3 separate regions of the Sus scrofa genome follow, and regions 2 and 3 are each linked to region 1. Evidence: chromatin contacts called from public Hi-C and HiChIP or PLAC-seq data. All regions are on one chromosome and are shown on one strand. The core of a region is the stretch at or near the end of the contact, and the rest is flanking DNA. Distances in the headings are between cores, read along the strand shown. Region 1 holds the start of KDM3A (lysine-specific demethylase 3A). Region 2 holds the start of CHMP3 (charged multivesicular body protein 3). Region 3 holds the start of RNF103 (E3 ubiquitin-protein ligase RNF103).

The links. Hi-C and Micro-C count contacts between places; a contact is called where the count stands out from the background. HiChIP or PLAC-seq counts read pairs in DNA pulled down with a chosen protein or histone mark.
Region 2: an H3K27ac HiChIP or PLAC-seq map of alveolar macrophages shows a contact between it and region 1. The contact joins the promoter of CHMP3 here to the promoter of KDM3A in region 1. A contact is called at or near these places in 1 of 5 promoter capture datasets (liver), 5 of 47 Hi-C or Micro-C datasets (alveolar macrophages, fetal skeletal muscle, heart right ventricle and 2 more) and 2 of 2 datasets of contacts at active chromatin or transcription factors (alveolar macrophages and skeletal muscle).
Region 3: a Hi-C map of skeletal muscle shows a contact between it and region 1, with 6 times the contacts expected there. The contact joins the promoter of RNF103 here to the promoter of KDM3A in region 1. A contact is called at or near these places in 3 of 5 promoter capture datasets (fetal liver, fetal skeletal muscle and liver), 7 of 47 Hi-C or Micro-C datasets (alveolar macrophages, blood, heart right ventricle and 2 more) and 2 of 2 datasets of contacts at active chromatin or transcription factors (alveolar macrophages and skeletal muscle).

What each region holds. Positions count from the first base shown.
Region 1 is chr3:58,353,478-58,356,707 of Sscrofa11.1, forward strand. KDM3A (lysine-specific demethylase 3A) reads right to left here and starts at 1,523. Exons shown (of 26, transcript XM_003124935.6): 1 at 1,406-1,523; 2 at 604-818. The coding sequence starts at 789.
Region 2 is chr3:58,205,282-58,208,680 of Sscrofa11.1, forward strand. It overlaps CHMP3 (charged multivesicular body protein 3), which reads left to right and starts at 1,640. Exons shown (of 6, transcript XM_003354734.4): 1 at 1,640-1,872. The coding sequence starts at 1,828.
Region 3 is chr3:58,159,773-58,162,854 of Sscrofa11.1, forward strand. RNF103 (E3 ubiquitin-protein ligase RNF103) reads left to right here and starts at 1,315. Exons shown (of 4, transcript XM_005662399.3): 1 at 1,315-2,001. The coding sequence starts at 1,776.

The DNA of each region.
Region 1 (3,230 bases), core at 273-2,772:
TATAAGGGGCAGCTCCACCCCGACCCTCCATATATGGGCATATCCCACACCCACCCACAGACTCATCAGAGACAACCAGGAACCCACTCCAGCCCTGACCCACCATATACGGACAAATACCCACCCTAATAGATCTAAGCTCCTCCCTCTACTCTCACACTTCTTTTCTAACAAGTCTGAAAGTTGAATAAGTTGGGTGAAGAAATTAGGGGGAACAAACAAGAAACCCAACCGAAAGCGCTTCCAAGCAGGAGCGCTCAGTCCTTAATGACTCCAAACGTCACCCACTTGCCCAACTTCATCTTTACAACACCACTCCGCCTTTGGAGAAATAATCGTACAGCCCTAATGAGGCACAGCTCGGGCAAAAACTAAGCATGTCTGAGCAACCCTAAGCCCATTATTAAACATAGGCAACTCTAGGCCAAGCACACCTCGCTCTACACACCATTTGAAAGACTTTCAAGGTCTAGTTGCCTGCACCTTCAGATCAGATGCCAACTTTCTGGTCGCCTTTTCAGAAAAGGGGGGGGGGGTGCCGGCTGTCTCGTTACCTAGGTAACTAGGAAACGGCCGCCAGCCGAGGCCCGGGAGCCGTTTTACCTTCAGATCCTTCTTGGTAACGTCGGTGTGGGAGACAGCTCGAATGGTCCCGGAGAGCCAGGGCCACTCGGCGACGCGCTCCACGTCCCAGCTGTCGTGGCCGCCTTCGCTGCCGTCGGCAGCGGACAGACTGAGGAATCGCTTCCCCACCAATACTGGCCAACTTTCTCCAAGCGTGAGCACCATGATTTCCACGCTGCAGGAAGGGCTCCTCCCTGCAAAAACACAAAAACAAAATGCAACGGGGGCGGCCGGTGGGAGGGAGGCCGGGAAGAGAGCGCGGTGGGGGGAGGCCGGAGCGGAGGGAAGGGTTCTAACCCCGCTCGGAGGACGGGACCCCAGGCAACCGCGGGTGCGACTGAGGATCCCGCAGCCGATCTCTCCACCCGCGTCCTCCCCGCCCCCGATCCCTCCCCCACCGCAAACACGGGCCCAAGCGCCGCGTGACCCTCGCTCTCCCAAGTTTCGCTTTTCCTAAACCTTAAACCTAAACGCAGACAGAGTGAAGGGAAAATCATTTGCAGCTTAAGTGAATTTGAAAGTGTTCGCCCCTCACCCCGGAAAAGAAAAGGCCCCGAAGCAGAGGGCCCGTCCCGGGCGGGCGGTCGGGTCCCCGCCCCGGGCGGCCCCGCGGGAGGGGCGAGCCCGCGGTTCCGCACTTGCCCCGCCGCCCCGCCCCGACACCCGCTTCCCAGCCCCCGACCCCCGGCCTGCGCCGAGGCGCGGGGGCGGCGGGGCCGCGGGCTTGGCGCCTTCACCTTTCTTCCTCCGCTCCCCTCAGCCGAGGCCGCGGCGCGCTTACCCCGCCTCCCGCCTCCCTGAGTCACCGGCGGCGGCCGCCGTTTCCAGCCGCCCAGCCGACTCTAGCTCTGACTTGGTTCAAGAGCTCTCACAAGACACGCACAGCCTCCCGGGCCCGCCCCCTTGGAGCCGCTTCCACCGCTCATTGGCTGGGCCCAAGGAGCTGGGCGAGACTCGTGGGGAAAGAGCCCATCGCCATTGGCCGTCCTAGGGAGGGCGGGGCGAGAGAAAAAAACAATTCCTTGGCTGCCTCCTCCCTTTCCCCTCCCCCTTCCGACTCCCGGACGACCCCCATTAGGTTAAAGTACACCAAGCGTAAGTGAGGGATCCCTCCGCCACAGCCATTCTTTCCATTTGTTGCCTCACAGGATACAAAAAAGTCCCGCGAAATCGGCTATCAACTTTAGGACCCAGAGGGAAATTACAGTGGTGCACAGATAAGACTGAATGGCGAAGCCCAGAGCTGTAAGTGCCTATTGGATTGCTTTTCAAGTGCGTAGGCTGTCGACCGAAGATAGGCATTCCACTTGGCGGAAGAATCTCACAGGAAAAGGGTGAGGGCGGTGCAGAGTCAGCGGGGGAGGGAAGGGACGGGAACGTGCGGTTTCAAGCGTACTCAGCTAGAGGGAGGAGCGACAGCGCTCTGGAGGCTGGTGCGCAGGCGCTTTGCTGAGCAGAGGCTGGAGCTTGGGCTGCTGGGTGAAATGGCCGCGGGAGGCGCAGGCGCACGTGGTGTTCATCATGGAAAGTCTAAAGTCCGCCATTTTGAAGGAAAAATGAAGAAAGGCATGGAGTCATTGGGAAATGACGTTAATTAAATCTAGAGCAAAAGAGGACATCAGTAGAATGCGAAATGGATTTTTTTTTTTAATGTAAAGGGAGGATGGGAAGATATTCTGAGACCTACAAAGAAATTGAAGGACTAGATCAAGGTCATAATGGTGTAAGAGATGTGAAGAGGAAGTGACTTTGAAGGACAAAGGAGTTGAGAGGTGATTATGTCTTTTGGACCTCAAGTTTTTTGGTTGAATAAAGAAAAAAATGGAATAAAGGAATTGAAGTTCTCTTATTTTATAAAGGCTGGTGCTTGACATGGCATCACATTTAATCATGATTAAAATTAAGTGAAGAACTCAAGCTACCAATTTTACAAGTGTGAAAACTGAGAATCAGAAAAAGTTCAGAAACCTATTTGTGAGATTATAGATGCAAGTTAACTCCGTGTTGGCTTTAAACTTCTATGTTCTGAACAGATGACATTAAATTAAAATTTTAATTAAGAATAAACACTGAAGAATTAATTTGGATTGCAATTTGCAGACCATTCAAAAGGGAGGAAATGGAACAAAGAAAACCTATTGGTCTAACATAGGTCAGAATGGGATAGAGAAAAAAACAAATAAAACTTAAGACAGAATGTGGTAAATAGAAAAAAAAAACTAGAGAAGTCTAAATATCAGTATTTACAATAAATATAAGTGGGTTAATTTTGCTCAGAACTTAAAAAGACACACTGGATTGAAAACAAAATCCTATAAATTGACCTCAAGTGAACTCCAAAAACACAGAAAACTTGAAAATACTGGGTGAAAGAGTTTCTAATCTAATGGTAATTGAAGGAAAACAAAATAGCACTGTTAATATGGCTGAAAGCAAAAGCATCAAAGAGAAAAGGATTTTATGTCAATAAAGGGTAAATCCCACAAACATAATACAGACTCTTGAATTATTATGACTCTGGGAGCATAGGAACATAGCCTAGCCTAAGCTAAGAGTAAACTTATGAAAACATCTTGACAATTTGTAATAAGAGTAGAAGATATAAA
Region 2 (3,399 bases), core at 390-2,889, 150 kb before region 1:
CCCTATGCTATACATTAGGTCTCTTATCTATTTTATATATAGTAGTATGTATATCTATTAATCCCAAAGTCCTAATTTATCCCTCCCTGCCTTTTCCCTTTGGTAACCATAAGTTTGTTTTCTGCCTGTGAATCTATTTCTATTTTGTAACTAAGTTCATTTCTATCACTTTTTTAGATTCAACATATAAGTGATATCACATAATATTTGTCTTTGTCTGATTTACTTCACTTACTATGATAATCTCTAGGTCAAACCATGTTATTGTAAATGGCATTATTTTATTCTTTTTTTATGGCTGAGTAGTACTCCATTTTGTGTGTGTGTGTGTGTGTGTGTGTGTACACATATGCATGCACACCCCACATCTTCTTTATCTATTCTGTTCGACATTTAGGTTGCTTCTATGTTAAAGTGTCCAATTTTTGATATTGCATATATGTGTGAAACCACCCCCACAAACAACATATTATCCATCACCCCCCAAATTTTCCTTATGTCTCTTTGTAATCCCTCTTTGCCACCTCTTGGGAAACCAACCCCTGTCTCCTAACAACCAATAATCTACTTTCTGCCATTATAGATTAGTTTGCATTTAGTAAAACGTCACATAAATGAAATCATACAGAATGTACACTTTTTTGGGGGGGCTTCTTTCACTCAGCAAAATTATTCTGAGATTCACCCATGCTGTTGCATGTATCAACAGTTTCTTTTTTTATTGTCAAGTAGTATTCCACTGTACGGATCTAGCACAATTATTTTATCCATTCTCCTGTTGAGATGGACATTTGGATTACTTCCATTTCTTGGCAATTACAAATAAGGATACTTGTATAAGTCTCTGTAAGGACGTGTTTCCCCCCCCTCTTGGATAAATAGCTGGCTGTGGAATGGCTTGAGATAAACGTTTATTATTTAAACAACTTGCTAAAATATTTTCAGAATGGTTGTATCATTTTCCATTCCCACCAGAGATGGGAGTTGGGGTTGAGGCACTAAATGAGTGGATGCTTCACCATCAGCAAAGGAAGTAATTGTTGGTTCAATCAGGCTGCCCAGTAAAATGCGACCAGTCCTTTTTCGTCACAGATTCCTTTGAGAATTTGATTAAGGTTATGGTCTGCGTGGATTGAAGGACCACACAAGCACACACACAAATGGCTGGTAGGAATCATCCACGTTGGAAATGGCGATGGCCTGCACAAAGCTGTGACATTTGGCATTAGAAGGCTGGAGTTAAAAAAAAAAAAAAAAGTTACAGTTGTTGGGACCTGGTAAGAGGTGGAGAAGAGATGATACCCAGGTTTAGTGACTTAGTGATGGCAGAGACAACATAGGGAAGGAGAAGGTCCGGCGGGAGGAAGAAGAGGTCACTGCTGCCTTGCTACAAGTAAGGTACCTACGGGACAGAAGGGTGAAGCTGTTCGGAAAGTGGTTGTAAAAGTACCTTGTTGGTAAAGATAAAGAATTCCGGCGCAACAATACAGCGCGAGCAACGCAGCTGTAATCACCAGGTGCAGTCAATAAAATCGCATCTTTCGGAGGAATCACCTCCCAGGCCTAAGAAAACACAGCTAACTCGTCACGTGGGTCAGCAAATCCCCTCCCAGCAAGTGCGCAATCGCGTCAATCTTTCAGCGTTGACTCCGCCGACCTAAATCTGCGCATGAGTTCGGCGCATGCGCACCAGGACCCCAGCGGCCGCTCCCGACTCCGGGCGTCCAGCCTCCTCTTCCCTAACCCGCCCCGCCCAGGCGGCTGCCCGTGACCTGCCTGGGCGCAGGGAACGGAGAGCCGGAAGGGGCAAGACGAGTTCAGTTCACCATGGGGCTGTTTGGTAAAACCCAAGAGAAGCCGCCCAAAGAGCTGGTAAGGGCTACGGCGGCGGCACTGAGTGGGTGGGTTTGTAAGGGCTCAGTGGAGTTGGTGGTGGACTGGACCTTCTTTCCCCGCGGCTGGCCAGGTACCGCTCGGCCCCCATTTCCGGGGCCTCCCACTCGGTCGAGGGGCCGGAGGAAGTCTCTTAGGAGCCAGTTGTGGCGAAAGAAAACCTCTGTACCACAGCGCTCCGCAGAGGAGCCGAGGGCTAGGTTAAGAGTTATGCAGGCTCGGCACGGGGCGCGGAGGCAGCAGCGCCGTCCTGGCCTCTGGAACCCCTTCCTCTGCCGGCGTTGGTACGTCCCTCCCGGAACCTATCCCGGGCGCAGGCCCCGCCCCCCTCAGTCCGCCCACGGGCATGGGCGTACCTGCCCGTAGCAGGTGAGCTGTCCTCGAGGACCCCCTTCCCGATCACGGAGCGGTATAGGCGCTTGCCGCCCTTTCCCCACACAGTGCGGCGTGTTGAGAGGTAGGCTCTGGTTCTCATTCCGCTTCCCAACAACGTTATGTTGACACCAACCGCACAGTCATAGCCCAGACCCCACTTCGAAGAGTGGTACCGAAGATAATAACTCTGGACCTGGCTTAGAGTTCTGAATCTGCCTGTCAGCTGAGATCACGTCGGGATACTGTGGAGCGGTTGAGAGTGCCCTGCAGAGGCAGTGTGCCTAACTTTGAATCCTGGTTCTCCACATAATCAGCTTTGTGATCTAAGGAAATTTCATCTCTGTGTGCCTCAGTCTTGGATATCAAGCAGGAATATAATAGTATCACTTCGGACTCACTGAAGGCGAAAGCATGATAAGTTTTAGCTACTGGTGCTAGTTAGGATAAATTATATATTCTACAACCCTCTAAAGTGCAGACCAACAGCATCAGCAGCATCAGCATCACCTGGCAGCTTGTTAAAAAAATCTTGGTTCCTGTCTAAGATCTATTGAATCATAACGTTAATTCTGACAAGAGCGCCAGTGGTAAATATTTATGTTAAAGTGTCAGAAGCTTTACAGTACCCAGGTTAGACTTATACATAATGGAAAAAAAGCCTAAAATCTTTGAAGAAGTGATCTCACTTGTTCAGCTCTGGCAGGCAGATTTTAAAAACCAATGTGGAGTTCCCTGGTTGCTCAGTGGGTTAAAGATAGGGCATTGTTGGTAGTGAGGCTTGGGTGACTGCTCTAGTACAGGTTTGATCTCTGGCCTCAGAAGTTTTGTATGCCCAGGGCGCAGCCAAAACAAAAAAATCCCAATATAGTACATCATACTGGCACATAATACATGTGTTGATGTCAATTGTATGTTAATTATTGGTTCTGAATAATAGATATTAGCTCCTTCAGGCAACTTACTCAGTTTTACTCCCTGGTAAAAATAAACATTGTGGAGCTTAAATGAGGTAGAAGTGTGTGCATTATTATGCAAACTCTAGAGCATTATATAGATGCATGTTTGGTGGCATATATATATTCTAAGGTGCTTATTATTGTAGAAGTGTATTTTTGATGCTAGGAAAGACCA
Region 3 (3,082 bases), core at 65-2,564, 190 kb before region 1:
GCGTGCCCGTCCATTTTACTCATTTTTATGTTCCTCTTGCTGGCCGCTCCACACTCAGGATGGGTAACCAAAGAAAACGCAATTAAACTTTGCATTGGGACATATCCACATTCAGCAACCTTTGTCCTGGGAACCCTGTGCTGCAATATCTGGCTTGTAACACCCCTGAGACTGAAACAGCTGGGGCGGGGGGGGGGGGGAAGGAGAGGGGAAGCTGTTAGGGGCAGGGACCACTGAGCCTAGTTCTACCTTTCCTTTTGGCAATGTCTCCTCCAACACACACAGGCACAAATTACTACATTCTCACCTAGCGACAGAAAATCATTGTTTTCTGTGTTTTACCTCCTATCCCTCAAACGCAATGGTGCCAAAATTTCCCCAGTTCACCAGGACCTAGCATAAACGTACTCTGTTTTTACCCATTTTAAGAGGATAATTAACTGACCAATTTTTACAAAATATACACAAAGCGACACTATCCAAAGTCCAATCCTCAGACAAAACCAATTACCAAACATCTGCAGGGCAAAAGGAAAGGGAGAGGGTAAGCCACTGGAGCCTTTAGGAGTCGCGTCAAGATTGCAGCTCTGTACAGCTTTCCAAGCCCCAGTCTTGGCGAAACTCTTCGCCTGGACTCCTCCCCCCACCCACCCGTGGGCGCCCTCATGGCCCCGCCCCGGCCTCTCCCCATGCCCCGCCCCTCAGCCTACGTCACTTGTTATGTCTCGGCTCAGGCCGCGGCCGCCGCAGGTTCTCTGCTCCGGAGGCGACGGCCGCGGCCTCACGAGGGGGCGGGGGCGTCGGGGACGGCTGCGGAGGTCCGCGCCGCCCAGCTTTAGCGGAGCGAACGCTGCGTGATCGGGAGGCAGCCGGATAGCCGCCCCAGGGAGCAGTCTCGGGCCTATTTTTTGCTTTTTTTCCTCCGGGACATCGCCCCGCGCGCACCATTTCCCTCTGCAGACTGTGACGCCCCCTCCCGGGCCGGGCCCCAGTGCCCGCCCGCCTGAAAGGCGCCGCCCGCCGGCCGGAGCGAGCCTGGAGCCATCGCCGCCGCCGTGCCCACCGCGCTTCTCGCGGAGCCTGGGCGGCCGGCGGGGCCTGGGGCCTGGGCGCTGGGCGCGGCGCTGCAGCGGCCGCTCCTCCCCGCGCTGGGCCCCGGGCCTGCCCTGGCCGAGTGCCGCGCCCTCCTGACCGCCGCCGCGGGAGCCCGGCCTTGGCCTGGCTAGACCCAACCGCCTCCCGGGCCCGCTGCCCCGCCGGCCCCGGCCTGCTGCCCGGCCTCCGCTTCTTTTGTGGGTCTGGTGGTGGGTTTTTTTTTTTTTTTTTTTTTTTTTTGGCTTTTCCCCTAATCCTCTTGAGATTACGGTGCTGAAAGGCGGACCCCGCCACCTCGGTTAGCGCCCCGCGCCGAGGGAAACGGCCCTCAAGCTGGTTCTTCCCCGCGGGCTCTCCCTGCACCTCTGTCCTTTCGGTGTTTAATTCATGGGCTTTTTTTTTTTTTTTTTTTTAATTTTTTTCCATTTATTTTTCTCTCCTCTTGATTGGAAGGCCCCGAGGGAGGCTCTGCGTCTCTGCCCCTCCTCGTCCTTTCCTCTCCCCCGCACGAATCGCCGATCCACCTGCCTCCCGCCGGGCATGGCCCCACAGTGACGGCGGCGGGCGCCGGACCACACGCCGACCGGGGGCCCTCGCCCAGGCTGCTGTAAATACACACTCCCCTCTCTACTCTTCTCTTCGATTTCTGAGCTCTCTGCAAAGAGAGAAAGCAGGGAAAGATGTGGCTGAAGCTTTTTTTCCTGCTCCTCTATTTTTTGGTCCTTTTCGTCCTGGCCAGGTTTTTTGAAGCCATTGTGTGGTATGAAACTGGCATCTTTGCCACCCAGCTGGTGGATCCGGTGGCACTGAGCTTCAAGAAGCTGAAGACCATTCTGGAGTGCCGGGGATTGGGATACTCGGGGTTGCCCGAGAAGAAGGACGTCCGGGAACTGGTGGAAAAGTCAGGCGAGTATCGGCCCCCCGAGGGTCCCCTTCCTGGTACCTGGTAGTCCCCAAGAATGAGGCCGTACCTGGAAGGGTTGTGCAGACCACTTCCAGAGCCGACCAGATTTTCTTTGTCCAGGATTTCTACCCCAAAAATATAAATCGCAGTTTTGAGAAGGAGGCTACAATTACGTTGTAGGGGTGTTGGTGTTTCTTTTTAAGGTTATTTTAAAACAACAGTTTAAAGTGCAGCTTCTTAGCATTGTTTACTAAGTTGAGTGATTTTCTCAAAATTCCGAAATGTCGATTACAAACTGGAAAGCATTATTTGTCGCTCGAAATTCATAAATATAAAGGAAAGGCAAAACCTTCAAACGTTGTCTGTAGATAGCAGCATTGGTCACCATAGTAATAGCAAGTTACCCAAAGGGAAAATCATCATTGGAATATTTAATATCAAAGAGGCATTTAGGCCTAAGATTTAATTTTTATTTCTTTTTTCCAGTTTTATTGAGATATAATTGATGTACAGCACTGTACAAGTTTAAGGTGTATTGCCTAATGACTTGGTGGCATGAAATGTTTGTCACAGTAAGTTTGATGAAAATCCATAGCTCATTATCAATGCAAAATTAAAGAAATAGAAAAAAAAATTTTCTGAGATTTAAATTTTTTAAATGAGTTTAAATATAGAGAAAGGGTACACCGTACGGTATTATCTTTTCATACTTGGAGAGCTAATTTGGAGAAAATAAGGTGAATATTTTTTGTGAATGCCTACCTTGTTTTGTTTGTTTTGAAAGAGCTTATTTATATTTTTGTCTGGATTTTTAAAAAAATCCTTGTATCTTGAAAGTAAACTTTTTTCCCTTCTGTGTCACAGGCACTGCCACATCAACTTAAATGAGTGGAGAAATAGAATTGAAATAGAGCTAAGAGAAACAACATCTTGAATGCATTTTCAGTAACTTGATTTTGGTGTAGGATTGGGTGAGAAATATGCCCAATTTTTTTCATCCCTGGACAGAGTATAACTTTGTTTAGATATACTTCCTGGAAGAGGAAGGTACTGTAATTTGAGAAAGGCATTCTGGGTTGCTGT